3 separate regions of the Capra hircus genome follow, and all the other regions are linked to region 3. The links are chromatin contacts, called in public Hi-C maps. All regions are on one chromosome and are shown on one strand. The core of a region is the stretch at or near the end of the contact, and the rest is flanking DNA. Distances in the headings are between cores, read along the strand shown. Region 1 holds the start of SMUG1 (single-strand selective monofunctional uracil DNA glycosylase). Region 2 has its middle 24 kb from the start of SMUG1. Region 3 holds the start of HOXC6 (homeobox protein Hox-C6).

The links. Hi-C and Micro-C count contacts between places; a contact is called where the count stands out from the background.
Region 1: a contact with region 3 is called in a Hi-C map of blood, with 3 times the contacts expected there. The contact joins the promoter of SMUG1 here to the promoter of HOXC6 in region 3. A contact is called at or near these places in 2 of 5 Hi-C or Micro-C datasets (both in blood).
Region 2: a Hi-C map of blood shows a contact between it and region 3, with 2.6 times the contacts expected there. The contact joins the enhancer-like site here to the promoter of HOXC6 in region 3. A contact is called at or near these places in 3 of 5 Hi-C or Micro-C datasets (blood and liver).

What each region holds. Positions count from the first base shown.
Region 1 is chr5:25,593,223-25,595,922 of ARS1.2, reverse strand. SMUG1 (single-strand selective monofunctional uracil DNA glycosylase) reads right to left here and starts at 1,342. Exons shown (of 3, transcript XM_005679861.2): 1 at 1,305-1,342.
Region 2 is chr5:25,569,055-25,571,860 of ARS1.2, reverse strand. No RefSeq gene overlaps it. Among named protein-coding and RNA genes, the nearest start is that of SMUG1, 24 kb to the left of the region's middle. Within about 2 kb of position 1,325, at least 3 of the 5 cell types and tissues checked have an H3K27ac peak or open chromatin away from gene starts, as enhancers often do.
Region 3 is chr5:25,752,853-25,755,552 of ARS1.2, reverse strand. It overlaps HOXC6 (homeobox protein Hox-C6), which reads left to right and starts at 1,333. Exons shown (of 3, transcript XM_018047654.1): 1 at 1,333-1,901.

The sequences.
Region 1 (2,700 bases), core at 93-2,592, 160 kb after region 3:
GAGAGAAAAAACATCTTAACTATGCTCCAATATAATATAAAAATTTTAAAAGTCAGGGCTAAACTTAGGAAATCCTTCCCTAGACTGCTCTCAGAACTCTTTAACCGATCTGTCCGGGTGGCTACCCGGGCCAGCTGGACTCAAACAAAGGCTGAGAAGGGCGCTGTGGAGAACTCCGTTGTCTCCGGGGCCCTTCCTCTGCATCTCCCCATACAGTGCCAACATTAGCAGACTGCCTGCTCCAAGTCTGGCATCTCTCTCAGGTCTTAAGGTTGAGCCTACCTTTGATCTTTAGGGACCCATCCTGAAGACAGCAAGGCCAGGGTTACACAGAAGAGTGACAAGGCCTTATTTTCAATGTTCTGGAATTTCAAAGCCTGATCAGAAGGCAAGAGCTACAGGCTATGTGTCAACTGACTATAATTCTAGTCCCGGTTTCATCTCTAAGGTTCTCCTAAGCAAGTCATTTAACTGTCTTCTCTATGAGATGAAAATCAAAATTCCCATCCAACCTACCACCAGCTGTTAACTCATTTTCCCCCCCCCAATATTTATGAGTCTCTTACATGACAGGCATTGTGGTAGTCTTTTGGTGGGGAAGAAATCCAAAATGAATAAACAACTCACAAACGACTGTGACATGGCAGATAAACAACTGTAATACACTGTGACATACTGTGATTCCAGCTTTAATGTCCTGAAGAAAACACCTTGGAAGCCCAAAGGAGAAACCAGGAAGTTCTATGTAAAGTCACCCACGGACAGAGATCAAGAAATGTCCGTTTCTGAAATCACTGATAAATTACAGTGTCACATTAAGCACAAGTGGAGGGTGATCCAACGATAAGTCTGGCCACCTAGGCTCTCTGGCACTAAACTCAGTAAAGGCAGAAGGAATCCAAGACACTGTCCACTCCCGTGTCCCTTGGGGGCACTTTAGGAATCCACGTGGACAATCAGCAAATCCTTAAAACCAATAATGATAACAATAATACTAATAGAGCATGGACTGAGAAGTTCCCAACACTTCATCTCCCCTCCTAGTTCGAGGGGGCTGACAAGTAAGGATCCACAAGAAACCTCCACGTCCGCCCGCGGGCTCCGCCCGACGGGAAAGCCTCGTCTCAGCAGGTCTCCGGGGCGGTTCCATGGGCTCGGCTTTCTCTGCGCCGGGCGAGCCCCTGACGGAGAGAGGGGGCCCGAAACACAGACATTTCCACTCCCCGCCTGTCACCTCCAGCTAGCCGGGGGAGCCCCTAGCCCGCCCCCCAGCGCCCCAGGTTCCCAGACTCCTACTTCCTCACCTGGTCCAGCGCCCCATCCGGTTTCCGGTTCCTTTTCCCACCCCCTCGCCGGGCGCGGAGGACTGTGGGAGTTGTAGTCCACTTTGTTTAGGGAAAGAGATTGGCATAGCTGCGGCCACTTCCGCCGGAAATACTCAAATTCCCGGAAAGTGTGCTAAGTTGGCAATAAGTAACTCTGGGGGTTGTAGTTTATTCTTTACACCAGGGCTAAATCCAGACGACTTGAGAAGTGAGAAGCTACATTCTGTAAGGACCTTGAAGATCCTAGGCTTTAGCTGTAAAAGGCATCACCTTTCCAAAAGTTCATACACTTTCCTCAAAGGGATTGTGAATCAAGGAGCTTCAACTATCTGCAGTCTCTTAACTCACCTGAGGGCATTAACAATGGCTACAGACTATTTCTAGCCCTCCTGCTGCTCCAGATATAAGAGACCTCTCCTATGCAGCCCTCCAAGGACTGTATGTAGAACACCCACGAAAGCACTTCTGGCTAAACTCCCTAGTAATAACTTTGAGACTCTTCCATCCCACATTACTGTCCAAGCCCCTGTCTCCACAGCTTTACCATTTCACTTCTCTCCCTCCTCGGCCCTGCTGTCTACCCAGCCCTATTACCTTCCATCCTTCCCAGTCCTACCTCTGGAATACTCTGTCCAGGACACCTTTCTTGACAGATTCTATGGCTGCATCTAACAGTTCATTCACTCCCACCTTCCCAACCCAATACTAATGTCCAAAGCTGTCCCCACTCCTAGCTCTGTTCATGTCCTGTGGCTGGATCTGTGTCTGTGTCCTGACTAAAATATTGTCATTAGACTGGAAACCCCATAAGGTCACTTATCTGGTAGATTCTTCTCATCCCCACCTCCTGAATACCCCAGCACAGGTATGACTGAGACCAGAGGAAAGCAGCCTCCCTGCAGGTGGAGACCAGTGAATCCCAGAAGAGGAAGAGGTGAGAGAACAAGGATGCGACCCCCTTCTCTAGCCTCCCCTGCTCTCCTACCAACAGACAAAAACTTAAAGGGTGCAGCAGGAGCTTCAGGGAACTGTGAGTAGTGACCCTCTGAACCACAGATGAGGAACCACCCCTACTCTTGTAAGACTTCAGAAACTGAATTAATCATCCCCTTCAACAAAGTCCATTATTTCCTGAGGTTTCATTTGTGCCGGATTCTCTCCCTCTCTGTGTCTTTGACTCTCTCTGCCTATGTATATGTATCTCTATCCCTAGTCTCATGTATAGTCTCTCTCCTTCTGTGTACATCTGTCTCCCTGTCTCTGCTTTTTTGTCTGGAATGAGTGAAATAAGAGTATCCTGACCTTCTGACTGGCTCTTCACTCAGGCGTCTCTATCTCAGTAGATCTACGTGTTTCTGTGTTTCTAAACAAAAAT
Region 2 (2,806 bases), core at 76-2,575, 180 kb after region 3:
AGACAGCTCGCCCCTCCCGGCTGGGGAAGGGCTCCCAGCAAGCCCCAGCGGGGGCGCGTCGCAGGGCCACCCAGCGTCTCTGCCCGTGGGCGGTCAGAGTGAGAGCACCTGGTCAGATGCCGCCAACCCCTTGGGTCCTGCAGCCGCTTCCGTGGGGGAAGGGTTGCCGCCGCCACCTAGGCTTCTGCCAACTGTGTCTAACTCTGAAACTATATTACCCTTCCCACCCCCAACCACCCTTGACGGACTTCCGTGGTTTCGGGTAACTCGCCTCCAGCTCCTGAGTACAAGGAATCATTACCCCCTTACACTATACACCGCAGGTCTGACTCCAAATGGGGAAGTCCTTCCTGGTGTCTGACCACCATTCTGCCTGCTGCAGCTAAACTTAACAAGTTCTGTCCTCATGGGAGAAAGTGGGTGCTTTAACTTTCCTCCTTTTAGCTAAAGAATCCAAGCCTCCAGCCCCTTTTCCACATCCTATTTCCCCATTCTGACAAGGCCTCTTTTTAGGGATCCTCGTGATCTTCGTTTCTCTCGCCTTTCCTGGTCAAAATAACCCAAAGTGTTTTCTGATTGGTTGTCCTCTCCCTTCCAGTATCCCTTCTCTGTACCGGACCTCCCCGCCTGTGCTGATGTCCAAGTCCCACTCGCCATGATCCACAGACGGCCTCAGTTTCCCCAGTAGGGCATTGAGTGCGCTGCCTCTATGGTGTCCTCTGGTTTTTTGAGGTCCCCTCCCCCAGCTTCTGAACAGGACACCGCCACGTTCTTTCATTCATCTCAAAAATATTTACTGAGCGCCTACTATGTGTCCGGCCTGAGTTCCTCCCCTCGACTCACTCTTAGCCTTCTGCTGCTTCCAAAGCTTGGAGGAAGGAGCAAGAGATCCAAGAGTGCCGATCTCCAGTCCGGAGCTCGAGTCAAGAGAGCTGAAGGTCATCTGCAACCGGGTGAAGCCACGAAGGTAGGGCGGGGCTAGCCGGACGCCTGCGGGTCTGAATGCTTGGGGACCGCAGAGAGGACACTGCGCCAGGCGCCGGAGCCTCCCGGCGCTCTGACCTGGCGCAAGGATTTCCCATTCTTAGCGCAAGGAAGACCCCTTGTGGCCGTTGTGGGAAGAGCAGGCAAGAAAAGAGGGCAACAGCCGGGAGAGGACAGCCAGACTCCCTTCTAGGTCTTGCCTGACGGGGGGTGGGTGGGGGAGGCGAGGGGGTGCTCAGAGGCTAGCCGTGCCCGGCAATCCTTCATCCCACTTCCACACCCTCAAAACGCAACCACCGGTACTTCGCGAATAGTGTTCTTACCAAATCACAGGGAAAATGTCTGAAGCAGTAGCACGTGTGACTGTGGTTAGACATCTGGAAGGACTTTTCCAGAAGCGGTTTTGGGAGGACTCAACTCATCGCAATGAAAGGATGGAAAGAAACGGGCCTTCCGACCCTCCCCAGGCGGTGAGGAGAGATTCGTTCCTGAGGCTGAGGCGAGTGTGGGATTATCAGCCCCTGCGGTGCGGCTGCCTCCGCTCGGAGAAGGAAGCTCTCACCAGCCGGGAAGCTCAGAGAGCGCAGGAGCCGGGGCCGTCCCTCAGCCCGCATCCTAGGGGTGAGGGGTGAGGGGCGGGGTGCACAGGGTCGTCGGGAACAGGAAGGGGACTCCACGTTGGTCACAGTAGACTGTCACAGGCCTGAGAGGGGACCGTCAGGGCAGGGATGATGCACCCCACACACCCTGCCGGAACTCTGAGCGGAAGAGTACTCACTAGGCTGCGCCACTCCCCGCCCCATCCCCCTTTGACGCTGCCGGCGACCGAGCCCTGTCCGGGCAGTGTGAATTTGCATACATTTGCATCGCCAGCTGTGCACAGCTGCATCCGGTTTTGGACCATAAATTCGTGGCGGGTGGCTCCTGGCCAGCGGGCCCGGCGCGGCGGGAGCCATCTCTCCGCGCGCCTCTGCCGGGTCTGTTCACGCCTCGGGCGCTAGCGGGGTCTCACGCCTCCCCGAGCCGCCTCCCCCAGTTCGCGCCACCTTCCGAGGGTCTGTCTGCCTGGGCCAGCCCCAGGCCAGGCCTAAAAGCCCAGATCCCCGTTCTTCGTCTCTCTGGGTCAAGCGACGTATTCGTCTTGCTCTGACGCTTCAGGCCAGGGATTTCAGGGCAGATTTTCCTGCCAGGACTAATGCGTAGCCTTCTAGGTGGTAGCCCTGCCTCCGGAAGCCCCTTGCCAAAATACAGGACTAATCATGGTCAGCGTTTGAAATTCTATGGGCTCGCCAGGCTTGCAGAATAAACCGTGTATTGTTCACTCTCACCAAGGAAAGCCCCTCACATTTCACCAGCATCTCTCTTCTTTATCTTTAGCCTTGTCTCTTGCATCACAGCCAGACCCAGGCACATAAGAGCATGTGCTTCAGTAACACAAAACTGCGGGAGGGTATTTAACTCCCCGAGCCCTCTCCCTCTGCCTGACCTTTATCTGCTCCATGTTTCCACCTAGACTGCCCCTCCCTTTTGTCTGCCGGCCCAACACATCCTTAAATCCATGCTAAAACGTTTCCTCCTCTGGGAGAAATTTGTTCCCACCCTGATTTCTCTTACCCCTGGCAATCTGTAATGACATCTGTTAACACTCACAGTATAAACGTTTGGTCAGTTGCACCCACCAAATTGTTAAGACAGGGACTGTTTGTTGCTGTGCCCTGGCTCTCCCACCAGGAGATGTTCAGAAATACTGAATGAATGGAGTTGCAGTTCCCCTAGGCACCCAGAGTAGACCACACATCTGAGACATTATTCTGGCTCCAAG
Region 3 (2,700 bases), core at 84-2,583:
GAAACAAGGTCCCTGCATCCGGCTGAGGGAACTGCTTCACTTACTGTGGAGGAAGTTTGGGGAGGGGATGAGGGGACCCCCTGTTGGTTGGGGTGGGGCACCCAGCCGTGGAAGTCCCCATGCCAACATGACTCAGGAACCAAGAGAAGAGCTTTGGGCCTTCAAATCTCCAGCTTGTTGGGGAGAGTGGCTGGGTGGTGACTGGTTGGCAAATAGTCTCTATGGGGGGATTTATTCTGGGCTTCCTCACATTGGATTCATTGCCAAAATCAGGGGTCTGGAATCTCCCGTGCTCTGGTGTTTAGCATGGAAGGTACAATTCAAGGAAAGAATGGATACTTTTTTCTGGGCCTGCAAGGTGTGTCCTAGTTGCCCAGACACTGGAATTTTTCTGAAAAAGGCAGATGGGTTTGGGCCACCTGACCAGACAGAAAAAGGCTTCCTATGACCATGCACCCAAAGGAAAAAGAACTGGGAACTAAGATCGATCATAGACCTTAATTTTATATTTAATTCTAAAAAGATTAGGAGGAAGCTGCCATCTGAACCTAGGAACTGAGGAGACCTGAGGAGGAGACCTAGGGATGGTCTTGGGGGGGTGGGAGTGGGGAGAAAAGAATCTGGGGATGAGGGGCACTTTGGGAGTTCTGCAGGCTGCTCCCCTATCTCGTCTGCCACCCCACCCCCCCCTCCAAGCTGCCTCCGCAGGCCTAAACCCTCTCCGCTCTTCAGACCACGGCCAGGTCAGTCTTGGTTATGAGGCTTCCAGGGGCCTGCCCCTCCTGTTCCCATCTTGGGTGGAGTGGGGGGCTTCCCCTACCCCCCAATAGGAAGGATGTTGTTCTCTTCCTAGAAAAAAAATGACAGGAGTATGCTGAGCATCCCCTTCACGCGCCGGGCCTGCCGTCATTGCCCCAATGCCACAAATCTTTGCAAAGCTGTGGCTCCCCCAGAGCCAACCTTAATACCCCATTTATTAAGGAAAATATGTAAAATTCGGCATGGCAGAGGGAGGCAGCCGACTCAGCGCCAGAATCCTTCCTTGTCTCCTGTCAGGTCCCCCCTTCGCCCTTTCCGCGCTAGCCAGGAGCAACCCGGCCCGTGGGGAGTGGGCGGTGGGTGGGGGTAGGGTGGGGGTCGGGGGATGCTCCCTCTCCGAGAGAATTGGGTAAACATGGCGACCGCGGCGCCCATTTGCACACGCTACACAAATGCATCGCATTCCCGGTTGTTTGCAGAAAATTTACAGCTGAGTAATAAAAGTTTACGATCGACTCACAAGTTGGATTGGCCACAAGAAGTCATGTGGATTCCATCCATGAACGTGAACTTTTTATTGTGGTTTGTCCGTTCGGAGCGCTCCGCAGAACAGTCCTCCCTGTAAGAGCCTAACCATTGCCAGGGAAACCTGCGCTGGGCGCTCCCTTCATTACTAGTATTTTTTTTATTAATCTGATTAATAATTATTTTCTCCCCTCATTTAATTTTTTTCCTCCCAGCTGGAGTTGCCGGAAGCTGGGAGCACCTGGGGAGGGGGGCGGGGGGAGAGGCTGGGGTAGAGGGCACCCTCTCTCCCTTCCCGACCCTCTAGCCCCCCAAGGGGCAGGAGGAATGCGGGAGCAGGAGTTGAGATAGGGAGCTGCAGATGCTTCCGCCCCTCCCCTCTCCTAAGCTCTCCCTCCTGCCCCCTTCTTGCATCTCTCCTTAATTTTATTTGGCTTTTTTAATTATTGGGACTTCTTTTTTATTTTAAAATTTCTATAAAAATATATATATACATATATATGTATGTGGAGCTGAGACAGGCTCGGCAGCGGCACAGAATGAGCAAAGACGAGAAAGAGAGAGTGGGAGAGAGAGGCAGAGAGAGAGAGGGAGAGGGAGAGTGACAGCAGCGCCCGGTAAGTGTTTCCTTATTGGTTCAAATATGTAACTAATGGTCCGTAGCTGGGTGGCGGTTTCAAGATAAGGACAGCAGCGGCTTGTCTTGGTTAGAAAGGAGAGGGGGCGAGAGGGTGGGCGCGTGGCAATTATGGGGAGGAAAAGTGGGGGTGGGGGAGAAATTGGGTTAAACTGGAATATGGTAGTGGGGGACGTATGTTGTCCTTATGTCACTGTACGCTGAAGTTGGGGGTCGGGGGGCCAGAGGACTGCGTGGGGCTCAAGGCCGGGGTCTAGTGCGCGGACCTTGTCCTTACCTGTTATAGATCTTCGGCCTCTTGCCTAACGGGACTGAGACAGAGGGGGCTCGGGAGCTCAAAATCCAGGGCAGAAGAGAGAACCTGTAAGCTGTAACCAATGCCCTCCGAGCAGAGTCAGCCCCCCCAACCCCCAAACAAACTTTCCAGTGCCCCCTCCCTGCTCCGCAGCCCCCTCCCTCCCGAAGAGCGCGACCGCTAGAGCTCACACATGCGCAGTGCGGGCCCAAGGCCCGGCCGCGGAGCAGGAAGAGAGCGCAGCTAGGCGGGCGGCGGGGCCTGTTAATTGGCAATTAGGGAGGAGGCTGGTGGCTGGTGCGCGTCAGCGGAGGGGAGAGCGTCTGCCCACCCCTGCTTCCACCCCCACGCGAGCGGATGGAAAGATGGGAGGTGCTCTGCACTGCGGGTGGATGGGTGGGGGTGGGGGTGGGGGACTTGGTACTCAAAAGCCATCTTGTGCTTGGAGAATGGGGGCCAATCTGCCTTCTCTCCCCCCGACCCC